4 separate regions of the Mus musculus genome follow, and all the other regions are linked to region 1. A link is a contact called in public HiCAR-type and promoter capture Hi-C data. All regions are on one chromosome and are shown on one strand. Each heading gives the region's core, a stretch centred on a gene start, on an enhancer-like site or on the middle of the called end of the contact. The rest is flanking DNA. Distances are from core to core; before and after follow the strand shown.

Region 1 (3,621 bases), core at 928-3,427:
ACATACTCCACTATCTTTATAGTAGCCTTACTTATAGTAGCCAGAAGCTGGAAACAACCCAGATGTCCCTCAACAGAGGAATGGATACAGAAAATGTGGTGCATTTATACAATGGAATACTACCCAGCTATTTAAAATGATGACTTCATGAATTTTTCAGGCAAATGGATGGAACTAGAAAATATCATCCTGAGTTAGGTAACCTAGACCCAAAAGAACATACATAGAAATGTGGGAACAAAACCACCCCACCTAGGGATCTATACCATCTACAGACACCAAACCCAAACACTATTGCTGATGCCAAGAACTGCTTGAAAAGAAAAGAAAAAAAAAAAAAAAAAAACAGAGTGCAGCGGGCTTGATGGCAGAGGCAAGAGGAAAGAGGAAAGAAGGCCAAATGCATGAATCAGTTCCTCTCTGACCTTGAAGGACTTTATAATTTCAGCAACAGGCAGTTCACCTCGCTAAGAATACAAGGAAATGAAGCAGGGAGGGGACAGAACACCAAGAAGAATGTAAGCCAAGTTGGAAACTGCTCATCACTATTTCCAGAGTGAAACACCATCTGAAGGGTTAGGTTGATTCCATCAAACTCTGGGTCCCTCTTTAGCGCTGAGCCACCTCAACTTCTTCATATTGTATATGATCATAAACTTATTTTTCTAAAATGAAACTATTTTAAAAATTACTCCTTTTCCATTTGAAATGTGTTATTTGTTCTGTCCTAGTAACTCCAACTGTGATGAATTCATTTTAAATAAGCCCTAATATGATCATCATTTTGTTAAATACTAGAGCTAGACTATATTTTCACCCAATTCCTCCCAGAAAACTGTTTTCAAAGAGCCATAAGGATGCTGAGCAATGGAAGGGAACACACACACACACAAACACACAGAACTTTTTTTTTAAGAAAAAGTATTCATCCACCCAGAGACCTAGGGAAGAACCAAACTGTAGTGCCGAAAATAAATAAAAAAAATTCAATGAGATGGTTCCTAGTGATATTCTGCTAGATTCATAGATTGGTGCCTAACTCAGTCGTCATCAGAGAGGCTGCCTCTTGCAGCTGATGGGAGATGTAGAGGCCCACTGACAAACATTAAGAGGAGAAAGAACCTGGGTTGGAGGCCTACATAAGGTCCCGCCCCTTGGAGCTCGGGAAACCCAGCAGAAGACAAGGAAGAATAATTGTGGGAGCCAGAGGGGTCGAACACAGGTGAGGACAGCCTGTAGAATCAACTGAGCAGGGCTTATGGAAGCTCAAAGAAGGGGCAATCATGGAGCCCTCAAGGTTCTGCCCTAGGTTGTCTGCAAATGTGTTATAGTTTGTTGGCTTGGTTTTTTGGGAGGACTCCTAATAGTGGGAGATGGGATGTCTCTGACTTTTTTGCCTGCTCTTGGGACTCTTTTCCTCCTAGTGAGTTTCCTTGTCCACACTTGATGTTAGGGTTTGTGCCTGGTTTTTGTTTTTTTGTTGGTTGTTGTTGTTGTTTGTTTGTTTTTTGCCCCACCCCCTTGTGCCTGGTTTTATTGTGCTTTGGTTGATGTCCCTAGGAGGTCTGCTCTTTTCTAGGGGGAGAAAGGGGAGAAAGGAGAGTGGGGGCTGGGAGGAGTGATGGGAGAGGAGGCTGCAGTCTGGGTATATTGTATGAGAAAAGAATAATTTTTTTTTTTTAAATGTCAGGTATTTGTCCATTACTTTAGCTTTTAGTGCTAACTTAGGTTTTTATTTATGTCAATAAAAGAACATAATACCTGCAGCTTTCCTGGACATAATTTATCTCACTATCACTAATAAAGACTGGGTTTAAACTGGCATCGTCACAAAACCAGCCAGGACTGCAACTCCTCAGGCAAGAGCGCCACATTCCACCACAGGCCCACCCCTCTGACGCAGTTCTCCTCAGGTACTCACTTTCCCGGCATGCTCCGCCCGGAAGGCGCCTCCTCCAAGAACGCCCCAGCCAGCCGACGCAGTGCAAGAGAAACCCGGCAGGGGGCGCCGAGATCCCAGTTCGCCACAGAGCACCGCAGACCTTGAGGCCCGCCCAGCTCGTCGCTCCAGAAACGTCAACACGTCGGGCCGCCCTCCCTCAGACTGCCAGCTAGGCAGGCTCTGATGCGCACGCGCAAACGCGGTAGCCACGCGCCGAGTTACTGCGCATGCGTCCTCTGAGACGTGCCTCCGCCCCTCTGCTCCCCCTCTCCCCGCGCGCGCACACACAGCTCGGAGTTTCCCTTTCCGGGCCCCCGAGAGGAGGGGCTGAGGTGAGAGCATGAGGTTGTCGCTGGCTGCCGCTATCTCCCACGGCCGCGTCTACCGCCGCCTGGGCCTGGGTCCGGAGTCCCGCATCCATCTGCTGCGGAACTTGCTCACGGGCCTAGTTCGCCACGAACGCATCGAGGCGACATGGGCACGCGCGGACGAGATGAGGGGCTACGCGGAGAAGGTGAGAGCCAAGCTATTCACCGCCGGGTCCAGCCTCAGACCGCCGCTCTGGCCGTGTGTGGGGAGTAGGGCCACGCTGGGAGAACTTTCCACGGTAGCGAATTCCCGTGTGGCACTCAGCTGAACGCGTCACTCCTGCGCAGCAAATGGAAGGCTGGTTGGGGCTCCGAAGGAAGGAGCGCCCAGAATTAGCTTAGCTGGTGGGATGGTTGGATGAAGGTAAGACAGAAGAGTAAGGTGGGCGCCTCGGTTCTTGACTCGTCTTGCATCCATGTGTTTTGTCCTCACAGCTCATCGATTATGGAAAGCTGGGCGACACCAACGAACGAGCCATGCGTATGGCTGACTTCTGGCTCACAGTGAGTGCTCCCTACCTGCTAGTGAGGAAGGAATCCTTAGAGAACCGGGTACCTGGCAGATTGAAGGCAGGGCATTCTTTTATGTACCAGACTTGCGAACTACCTTAGACACGTATTTCTCTTATTTGACTTGGGTAAAATGAGCATCCGCATAACTTCCTGTAAGTGTTTCTGTGTAACTTGGTACCTGAATGGGTGGTGGGAAAGCCTGTGAAGATGGTTTTGAACCCTACCTCTGGGAATAATCTATAGTTAAATGCCTCTACAGTTGTGACTATTTTTTCTGATTAACTCTCCCCATCTAGGAGAAGGACTTGATCCCAAAGCTGTTTAAAGTGCTAGCGCCTCGGTTCCAAGGTCAGAATGGGAACTACACAAGAATGCTACAGATCCCGAATCGGAAGGAGCAAGATCGGGCCAAGATGGCGGTGATAGAATATAAAGGGAACTACCTCCCTCCCCTGCCTCTGCCTCACAGAGACAGCAACCTTACTCTCCTAAACCAGCTGCTCCTGGGACTGCAGCAGGACCTGCACCATAACCAGGACGCAAGCCTCCACAGCTCCTGTACAGTTCAAACACCAAAGACTTAACTGGAGCTGGAGAGTGGTGCATAGGTGTGGTGCCCGTGTTCGTGGGTCTTGGAGCTCGTGTAGTGTGTGAGGCCTGGAAGTAGCATTGTAAAGCCCCCTCATAATGAGACCCAGACCTCCCTGCTGACTCACACGATCCTCTTTGCACAGAAGATAAAAGTCTTAATATGAATATAAGATATTGACTTTCTTGTCCTTCCCTAGGATTTATGGA
Region 2 (3,580 bases), core at 877-3,376, 1.5 Mb after region 1:
ATAAACTCACAAGTGTTTTTACTTTTATCAAATTATAAATCTACATTTATACTTAAGATAAAAATGTTCAAATTAATGGATCTTCAAAATTCTTTTTGTTTAATATTTCCTCTCAAATCGTGTTCCATGGGAATCCCTTTCCTCTGTTAGAAATAAATGTCAATGTGTATTGCACACAGTTAGAATCACACACATGGTAGCACTGCTCACTGAAAGTGTGGCCAGTGCTTTGCTCACCTGGTCACCTTCATCCTTTTCACTGAGGTCAGAGGGTAATGGCAGACTAAATGTAAAGTCTAATCTTTGCAGAGTTGAGAGTGGAATTCTGCCTAGAGAGAACATTCATGCAGAGTTAGATCATAGTCTGGGTATTTAATAGTTTTAATTCCCAGACAGACTTTAGGAAGAAACAGAGAAAGCCTTAAGTAAAATGTAGAAAAGACAGAGACATGGTAGCTCCTGCCTCTCGTCCCTGAACTCAAGAGTTTGACAAATTAGTATTCCAAGGAATTAGAAACTATCCTAAACACTCTAAACACTTAGTGATTTCTAGCCCAGGCTTGAATATAGAGTAAATATCTGCCTCCAAAAAAAAAAAAAAAAAAAGGTAAAGGGTTTTTCATAACTATTAACATTTCAGAGGAATGGGAACATCAAAGCATTATTTGTAAGCAATTGTGTCCACAGCAAGAACAACAGTGAGACTTATGACCTCATCAAGATATGAAATTTAGGTAAGTGTATAGCTATGGATAGAGCACTAGCCCAGCATCCACAAGGACCGTGGTTCAATCACTGAAGTCAAAAGCAAAACTGAACAACAACAGCAAAAGTTCATGATCCCAGCACCGGGGAGGCTAAGGGAGCTAGAGCTCATTTAGGGTCAGGCTATCAGAAAGGAAGAAGAGTATAAGACAGTTGTAAGTATGTGAAATAAATTCAAACTACAGAGTTATGTCTGCTGTCACTCATCATTCCATATTTCAGAAGACAGAGACTGTAGGGAAATAATTAGAGAGGCAAACAGGAAAGGGGATGAGACAGGTGATGGTGGCTTCTCCAACATTCACTCACACAACTGACTTTCTTTAATTAATTTGTGATTTATTTATTTATTCTTCTCTTTCTTTCTCCCTTCCTTTTCTCTTTGGAAAGCTTCAGGTGTTTCCCATGCCATGCTGATGTCAGTCACCATGGCTGAGGATGGCTTTGACCTCCTGATCCTCATGCAGCCAGCTGCAAGGCAGTGGCATCCTGTGCCGGTTTGAATAACAATGGCCCCAAAGCCTAAGATCTTTTGAATACTTGGTTCTCAGCTATCAGGACACTGTTCAGGAAAGATTAGGAGTGTGGCATTCTTGAAGAAGGTATGGCATGGGTGTAAGCTTTCAAGATTCAATAGATTCTGACCACCAACACCATTCTCTCTCTGCCTCAGGTTTCTGTCAAGATTGTGTCTCCAGTTGTGACTTCTCACTTTCTGCTCCAGCACCATGTCTCCCTGCCTGTTATCAGGCTCTCCACTGTGGTGGTCATGAACTCTAACCCATAGGAACTGTGAGTGCCAAATTAAACACTCTACTTGTAACTTGTCCTAGTCATGGTATTTATCAGAGCAGTAGAAGAGTAAAGAAGATAGACCACAGGGGCCACCACAGCTGGTTTTGTACACTTCTGAGGACCATCCCAGTGCTTCATGCTTGATAGGCAAGCACTATGTCAACAGAACCTCATTCCCAGCTCTACAGATTTCCCCCTTCTAATCCGTTAGTGCTGAGTCACTATATAGGTGTTCAATACACCTCTAAGCCAAATAGGAACCTCCAAGACATTCTGGTGAGGGACTCCTAAAAGGGAGGAAATGAATGGGTGGATCATATCAGCACTGGAAAAGGACTAAGTCTGTTCGTTCAGCCACATAATACATAATCTGGAGGAGACCATGGGGCAGCTGGTGAGCCCTCTACAGCTCATTACTCTCTGCTGTGAGGGTGGTGAGGTGTTTCTGCCTGGCTCTGCACATAACTCCTCCCCAGTTTCCAGAGCCAGCCAATGCTGATATGAGGGTAACTTCCTCAGTCAGTGGGGTTCTGCAGGCTTATGCAAAGGCATCTCATTGGTCTGTAGAGTTGTGGTTTCTGTTTCATTTCCAGAGCTCAAACTTTCCTTTCTCTAGATTTTAGCCGGAAATACCTTGAAGTTCTGGATTGGTGAGTTAATTCTCCCTGGTTTACAACTTTCTGGCGTCTGATAAAGGGCTGAGCAATTTTAGGGGGCAGATTTTTGAAGACTTTGAAAGGAGAACATTGCTTTTGTTTGGGTGAGTTTATCCTGTAAAAGCGGGGGAGGGAAAGGGGGACGGGCTGCCGGCCTCTGGCTGAAAATGCAAATGGGGGAGCTTGAGGGAGGTGCCTCCTCAACAACAACAACAACAAAAAACTACTTTAAAGATGCCTGTTGTCCAGATTTAGTCTCCCCCTTCCGATTCACAATCTGTAATTTTGAATCGTACCTTGTCGACGAGATCCAGAACTTTGTTGTCTATGACAGTCATTCTTTTTCCAGGCAGCAAAGCTGGATCAGAGCCTCTGCTTTTTACTGCGTTTTTGTGTGATAAAGTGGTACTTCCGCATACTCTAGGGCTGTGGTTCTTTACCGGATCAGACCCGTTTGAATGACCTTTTCACGGGAGTTTCACTTTAGATATCTCGCATGTCATACATTCATATTATGATTCAAAACTGTAGAAAAATATAGTTAAGAGGAAGCAAAGACCACAGTTTTATGGTTGCGGTCAATACAACACGAGAAAGTTTTCTAAAGAGTTGCAGCATTAGGAAAGTTGCAAAATACTCCTCTAAGAGAACCAGAGTTTCTCTCAGTTTAGTAACAAAGACTGAGAGCCTGTTATTTAGTCATCGACCCTGTTTGACAGTCCCAAGCCCGGGAATAACTTCAGCTATTTCCTTCTCCTTCAGATATTTTCTCCATACCAATATAAACTTCAGCCCAGCTTGAGATTCCAGATACACAGGAGCAGAAGGATTATAAATTGATGGCCATCATCAGCAACTCAATAAGACTCATTCATAGAATATTTTTTTAAAAGACATCTGTGACTTAGTTCAGTGATAGGGTACTTTTCAATCTTTGGGTTCAGTTCCCACGCAGAGGGGAAGGGGTGTTTGAAGATGGGAAAACTACTATGAGCATGCTCCAGTGACACATCTGAAGATTTCCCCCAAAGTGCCAACTTTTGTAAGGTTTCTTGGAGAGAGGATATGTTTTATGTTGCCCAGACTGGTCTTCAGCTCTTCCGACAGCCCCACTTCCAAGTCTCTGTAGTGTCAGGAGCACATGACTGCAACAGCCTCTTTCTACCTTTAAAGAATGAAAATTAAATTTTTGTTTGATGTTTAAAATGTCAAATTAAAAAAAAAAAGTTTGAGAGAGAGATGTGTGATTAGGGATATCATGGCTTTGCTCAAGCTGATCTAGGTGCCCAGAAGACATCCTGTCAAGGTTGATTTTGTGGGTTTTGCTTTCTCAACAATTGGTTCTTGTCCCTGTTCATAAGCCA
Region 3 (3,265 bases), core at 306-2,805, 1.4 Mb before region 1:
TCATTTATCAGGCAAATTTGGAAGGGAAGAAGCCTTTACGGGAACTATTTTGAACGAGAAGGAAGACTACTACGCAGCAGGTTCAAGTCATACTTTTAACACGAGCTTGTTGAAACGTTTAACAATTCCAAAATGAAATTAAACGAGTTTTAACTTTTTTTTTGCCTCTCAAATGCATAAAATTGCAGAGGAAGTTAACAAGGGGGGAAAAAAATCTTAAAACGGTAAAAATAAGAAAAACAACTCTTCTTAGGACTAGTCCTTGGATGAGTTACCAGGAAACTGATTCTTCTTTTTCTAGACTTCCGATGCCAGTCCTGAGGCCAGCGGGCTCAGTACCTGCTCCGGCCTCCCCCTCGCTCCAGGCGGCTTCCCACGCGGCCTCCGCCCCTCGGGGGCGCCCGGCGGCCCGAGCGGCTGTAGGAATCCCGCGGCGCCGGGCAGTTTCGTTCTACAGACGGCGGCAGCCCGCGCTCCGGCCTACCCACGCGCTCACGGCCACTCGAGTAGCGCTCGCTGCGGTAGCTGTCGCGGCCGCCATAGCCGTCGGGCGAGCAGCCTCGGTACTCGTCATAGCGGCCCCCGCCGTAAGATGGCGGTGGCCCTCGGGCAGGACCGGCGCCACGCGGGTCCCCGTAGCTGTCGAAGGGGTCGCGGTAGGAGCCTCCGCTAGGATGCTCGTAGTCGCGCTCGCGGCCGCCGTAGCCGTCGCGCTCACAGTAGCCCCGGGAAGGGCATTCGTCTCGCGCGCTCGAGTGGCCATAGTCGCGGTAGGTGTAGTCGCGGGGCGAGGGCGCGAAGTCGCGCGGGTCCCGGGCGCTCGGGTAGTCGCGGCTCGAATAGCTCTCCCGGGGCGAGTAGCCCTCGTCGCGCGGGCCCAGGTACGGGTCGCGGCGCGGCGGTGGCAGCTCCCGGCGCGGCGGGCCCCCGTAGCCGTCTCGTCCCCGGGAGCCCGCCGCCCGCCCGCGAATTCCCGCGCCGCTGCGCGCGGGGCCCGACGGCGCTGCTCTTTTGGGCGGAGGCCCGGCCCGGCGCGGCGGCGGCCCGCGCTTCAGTGGCATGGGGGCCCGCGAAGGCCGCAGGTCGAAATCCCCCGTGTAGCCGCCTTCGTCGGCCGACCCGCCCCGGGAGGGAGGGCGCCTCGGGCCGCCGCCACGGGTCCCGCGCAGGCCCCTCGGGCGGCCGCGGCTTCGGGGAGGAGGGGGCCCGCGCCGGCCGCTCTCGAACACCGGCTTGGTGGCTTGGGCCACTTTGATGGCCTTACCATCCAGGGACTTGCCGTTCATGTCTCGGGCTGCGGCCTTGGCGTCCGCGGGGTTCTCGAAGGTGACGAAGGCGAAGCCTCTGGACTTGGAGGTTTCCCGGTCCTTCATCAGGAGCACCTCGATGATGCGGCCATACTTGCCGAAAGCGGTTTCGAGGCCCTTCTCGTCGGTCTCGAGGTTGAGACCGCCGATGAAGAGCTTCCCTGGACGGTCGGCTTCAACCATGTCGGCAGCAGCGACGGCAGCAGCGGCGATTGAGGTGGTGAAGAGCCGAGAGACGGCGCGACACTGAGCTCCTCGGCTGGTCCAGACCGCCTCCTACCGGTCGGGGAGCGCTGTGCGTAGGCGGGAGGGCGGAAGGCAGGGCCCGGCGGCCCCTGAGCCACGGGCGACTCCTGCCTGTGATTGGTCGGCAGGTCCGCACCTCAAGCGAGTGTCTCGGGGAGGCGGAAACTGGTTTGTGGCTTCGGTGGGCTCTCCCGGCTCACTCTGCTGGCCCTGGCTTCACGTGTGGGCCCCGTCCCAGAAGCGCGGCTGAATTCAAAAGCCGTTAGGCGAAGAAGAAAGAAAGTTCCATTGCTCTTAATGAGAAGAATCCCAAAGCATTCCAAACCTAGTTACCCACACGAGTTTAAAACAAACAAACAAACAAACAAACAACCCCCTGGAAAATGAAATTAGGAGTCGTTTAAAAGATTTAGAACGGAGTTTGTATATAAAGCTTAGTCATGAGATGCGGGGTTTATTTTTTCCCCTGAAGGGAAGAAGGTGTTGGAAGGGGAATCAACAGTGGAATAGATGGATTTACTTATTATTATTATTATTATTATTATTATTATTATTATTATTATTATTTACTTAAACCTTTGTCCGTTTGGTCTCATATGTGTACACGAAAATGGTTTTCACATTTCTTCCTGCCAGTTTGTAAGGTTTAATCCTAACCATGATTATCTTGTCTATTTCTCCTCCTTTTTAAAACTTCTCTTATAAAATGGTTTGTCATATTTTTCCTCAGCTGTGGAAGAAGTTTCTTATTCCATTTTCTCTAATGTTCTCTAAGTTTATAAATGTGCTTAGTTTGATGCCTAATCTTTCACGGGTGTGTGTATCCATGTAACCATGACCCCCACACGTCAAGATGCCTACCAGTCCCCTCACTGGAACTCTCCCATTGTATTTCCATCAGAACAGTGCCTGCTTTCCTCACAATTGGGCTCACTGTTTTCTCATCTACCACAAGTGGAATTTTCCTGTTCTTTGGCTTTATATACATTTACTTCTGTAATCACAATGAACTCTTGTGATTTTGCTGATTCACCCAGCATATTTTGTGATTTATCTATGTGACTAGTGTGATATTTTTAAAATATTTCTTATATAGTTCTTTTGCATCCTTTCTCCCTCTCTTTGGTGAACATTGGAACATCCACCACTCTGGAGAGTGCCTCCTTCCTAACCAAATCATTTAGGAAACCTGACCCCAAAATACATTTGGATTCCATTTAATTCCATTTTGCACTGTTAACACCTTCATACAAGCTACAGACATATAACACAGTCTTTGTCTAGGCTTCTTGGTATAGGGCTTCCTAAAACCCTTAGCATTTCTGGGAAAGAATGCCTTTTGTTATTTCTAGGACATACTTGGTGCCCAAGGATGACGCGATGGTTTGAATGAGAATGGCCCTATAGAATAATAGTTGAATGCTTACTCACCAGGGAGTGGAACGGTTGAGAAGGATTGGGAGGTGTGATCTTGTTGGAACAGTTGTGTCACTGGGTGTGTGCTTTAAGGTTTCAAAAACCCATGCCAGGCCCAGTGTCTTTCTCTCTCTGTCATCTTCCCTACACCCCCATCTTTGACAAGGATCAGAATGTAACTGTCACTTATTACTCTCGTGCCATGCATGCCTGCCTGCCACACTCTTCACCTCGATGATAATGAACTAACCTTTGGAAGCTGTAATCAAATCCCAGTAAAATGCTTTCTTCTACAA
Region 4 (3,264 bases), core at 579-3,078, 1.6 Mb before region 1:
GTGTTAATAATGAGCTTGGTCCTGCTATGTAAGCACAGAACACCCCACACTCAGAGCATCTTTCTGGGATTCCTGGGGGGAGGTGAGGCACTTCCATTCATATCTGTGGTCTGTGGGGCACACGCTCATCCATCAAAGAGCCACTCAGAAGCTGGACAACCAAGCCTCCAGGGAAATCACTGCAATCTGTAGTTCTCCACTTAATTCTCCCCTTTGGAGTAAAAGATTGGAGATCATTTGAGAAATTTATTAATGTAACCATGAGCATGAAAAAAAAATAGATCCTCTGAGTACAGAAAAATGTGACAAACTTTTAACACCTGCCTTTGCCACACACACTGAGCATTGTCCTATTAAAGGTAGGTTGTTTAAATGGGCTCGTTCCTAGTTAAAAGTCAAGTCACTCTTTATCCTTTGTAAATGTATTTTTATAGAATGAACTGGCTTGAAATGAGAAATGCTCACATTTACTTGTTTGCACAGCAATTGCTTATTGCCAATGTCTGCACACAGGAACATCAAGGCAAAGGCCATTCTTTCATCCCTCTTTTAACAGTCTAACCATGATTTGCCTTTTAACATTTAAAACACTTAGACTGGAAAAATATTCGAGATTATGAGTCCTCCAGCCTAGAAGATGCTCAGGAAATATCCAAAAGGAATGAATGCATCTTTCCAGTGCCCAATGATGAGTAAGAAAACAGTAGGACTTGCAAACTGCTCAAATAAAACACCTTCCTCTGACCTTAATTGGTCAGATGCCAAAGTAAGCGAACTTTACAAAGTTAGGAGCCTCACAACTTTCACTAGGACAACTGCCAGCTGCAGCAAGCCCACCACTCTAGTGTGCCAAGCTATCACTGCGAGACAAACTGGGAGCCAAGGCCTCATTGCCTAAGCACCTTGAGACATGAAAGGAGAGGGTTCAGGCCCAGCCGCTCTAGTCGTGTGACTCTGGGGCCCGGCCCCAGACAAGATCTTGTCTGGTCCTTTCCACAGTAGAGCCTGGGGGGAAACTGGGCACTCAGGTTGAGCAGCTTCGGGTGGAAATCAGCCCGGCTGTGCCAAACTCCCAACTTCACAGAGTTTCCTTGGCTCTCAGATCCCACTCCCAGCTCCGAGGCCTCCGTGGCCTCGCCTGGCTCCCGGGCGCTCGCGAGTGAAGTGGCGGGCGCAGCCCCGAGCTCAGGAGCCGCCCCCAGGAGCCCAGCGCAGGTGGCGGGCGTGGTTCCTCCAAGCCTGCCCCAGCCCACCCTGGCTCGGCCTCCGCGCGGCAGCCTCCGCCCGAGTTCGCCGGGTTCCAGCATCAGGCCGTGGTGCGCTGGTTGTGGAGACCTACTTGGGCTCAATGGTCACCCATTGCCCTCCTCCAGTCTGCGTCGCTCTCCTGCCTCAGGCCCTGGCTAGGTCCCCAAGTCCCCATTTCAGGGCCCTCGAGTCGCGCCCGCCAGCGGCGGCGGCCGCGCTTACCTGGGTCGCGGAGCCGGGGTCTGGCACGGTCCCGCAGGTGGTAGATGAAATCTTGGCAGCTGTCGTGCTCCAGGGCCCCTCGGGCACAGAGCTCGGCCAGCAGCTGCAGCGCCTGGTGACAGAGCGCGTCCCTGGCCCCGGGCATCGCCCCCCCGCATCCTCGGACCGCGCCGGGCAGGCGGGCGCGGGAGAAAGCCCTCCGCCTGCCAGCTCAGAGCTGCCGCCGCCGCCGCCGCCACCGGCCGGTCCGCGCTCCCCACCCGAGCCGCAGCGCCAGCCGGGTCGGCCTCCCACCGGTTGCATGCAGCTCTCGGAGAGCCGCTCGCTCGGGCTTTCTCCGTCTCCCGCGCGGCCCCTCGTCCCTCCCTCGGCGCGGAGGGGAGGCGGCGCCGCACAGCCCAGCGCGCCTCTCCGCGCTCCGCCCGCTACTCGCGGCCGCCGGGGGCGGGGCCGGGTCAGGGGTGCGCGCCGCGGGCGGGGGTTTGCCGCGGCCGCCGCAGAGCAGGCGCGCCAGGTAGGGACCCGGGACGGGGGCGCTCGCCCACTGCAGGAGAAGCGCCTGATTCCGCTCCGGACCCTGCGCTGTGAGCGGCCGCGCCCAGGATCAGGAAGTACGAGCTGGTGCGCGTGCTAGACGCTCTTGGCACCCCATTTCTCCGCCCAGATGCAAACCTAGCATCCCTCAGGGCTCTGGAGCCACGCGTGGGTCCAAAGCACGTTCTCGGTTGTATGGAGCGAAGGCTGGAGGGTAGACTACACCTGCCGAGATCTCAGTACCTTCTTTAAACTTGGAAAGCGCGGTCTGAGCAGAAACCGCGGGCCCAGGGGTGTCACGCGCCCAAATGCGGGGTTTAGAGCCAAGATTTTCCAACAAAGAATGGATGCACAGCGTGATGGTGATTTGGAGAAGGTGGAGGCTCAGATAAGAAATGAGGACAGATGTATGGCCCTCCGGAAAGACGCTGAGGCTCACCTGGAGCTTTGCAGGTCCTGATTGGTTTTCTAAGAAGCTGATTGGAAATGCGAAGGTTGCCAGCATTTCCCTGGCACAGGAGACAGAGGATCCAGAATTTGTGGATGTTTGGAAAGACCTCAGTCACCTCTCATCTACCCATCTCTTCATTTTTTTAGGCACTCAGCCCAGAAATAACCACAAATTATTTAGCTTGTTTGTGTGCCCAAGGCACTGTGCCACAGCCTTTTGTATAGTTTCATTTAATTCTCTAGATAGAGAGCCTTAAACGTGTGTGTGTGTGTGTGTGTGTGTGTGTGTGTGTGTGTGTGTGTGTGATCTCCACGCTGCCACTAAAACAACAGACTCAAGAGAGGTGGTACTTGCCTAAGTTCATAAGAGACTTCTCCCCCACCCTCTCTCTCCCTGCCTCTCATCCACCCGCTCCTCTTTTTCTTTCTCCCTGATTCTCTTACATATTTATGTAATCCTAATGTCAAACTTCATTCTAGAACAATTAGCTAGGACTCTTACCCATAAGGATGTGCTGTCTAAGAATCATATTGCAAATAAGGAATATTTGCTCAACAGACAAAACTTGAAGTTGTGTGGTGAGCAGTGCTGGGTTTGGTGGAGTTTATATTAGAGTAATAGAGAATGGGCAGCTGTAGTTATAAAGGTAAATCCAGATAGCTGTGGAAAGGCACGTAGAGTCTATTTTGGGTTTCTATTTTTAGTTTGTTTGGTTTTTTTTTTTTTTCCCCACTTCCTAAACTTTTTCCTTTAAAACTAAGGCCCAGGGCTGGGGTGCAGATTAATTGGAAGAGTTGCTTATCTACCAT

Evidence for each region. Promoter capture Hi-C pulls out the DNA fragments that hold promoters and counts their contacts. HiCAR-type assays count read pairs that join an accessible place to other places.
Region 2: a contact with region 1 is called in a promoter capture Hi-C map of pre-B cells, with 7 times the contacts expected there. The contact joins the promoter of Trim12a here to the promoter of Mrpl17 in region 1. A contact is called at or near these places in 2 of 39 promoter capture datasets (liver and pre-B cells).
Region 3: a contact with region 1 is called in a HiCAR-type map of embryonic stem cells, with 6 times the contacts expected there. The contact joins the promoter of Rbmxl2 here to the promoter of Mrpl17 in region 1. A contact is called at or near these places in 7 of 39 promoter capture datasets (cranial neural crest, embryonic stem cells, hippocampal neurons and 2 more), 4 of 115 datasets of contacts at active chromatin or transcription factors (embryonic stem cells and stem cell-derived neural progenitor cells) and 1 of 9 other capture datasets (embryonic stem cells).
Region 4: a promoter capture Hi-C map of stem cell-derived epiblast-like cells shows a contact between it and region 1, with 3 times the contacts expected there. The contact joins the promoter of Syt9 here to the promoter of Mrpl17 in region 1. A contact is called at or near these places in 4 of 39 promoter capture datasets (cranial neural crest, hippocampal neurons, liver and 1 more).

The regions. Positions count from the first base shown.
Region 1 is chr7:105,809,643-105,813,263 of GRCm38.p6, reverse strand. Mrpl17 (mitochondrial ribosomal protein L17) reads left to right here and starts at 2,177. Exons shown (of 3, transcript NM_025301.2): 1 at 2,177-2,456; 2 at 2,746-2,814; 3 at 3,120-3,621. The coding sequence starts at 2,283. The coding sequence ends at 3,407.
Region 2 is chr7:104,314,041-104,317,620 of GRCm38.p6, reverse strand. Trim12a (tripartite motif-containing 12A) reads left to right here and starts at 2,126. Exons shown (of 8, transcript NM_023835.2): 1 at 2,126-2,210. It overlaps Gm15133 (predicted gene 15133), which reads right to left and starts at 2,590. Exons shown (of 7, transcript NR_040749.1): 1 at 2,513-2,590; 2 at 238-325.
Region 3 is chr7:107,207,735-107,210,999 of GRCm38.p6, reverse strand. Rbmxl2 (RNA binding motif protein, X-linked-like 2) reads right to left here and starts at 1,555. Exons shown (of 1, transcript NM_029660.2): 1 at 84-1,555. The coding sequence starts at 1,490. The coding sequence ends at 333.
Region 4 is chr7:107,369,354-107,372,617 of GRCm38.p6, reverse strand. It overlaps Syt9 (synaptotagmin IX), which reads right to left and starts at 1,828. Exons shown (of 7, transcript NM_021889.4): 1 at 1,471-1,828. The coding sequence starts at 1,615.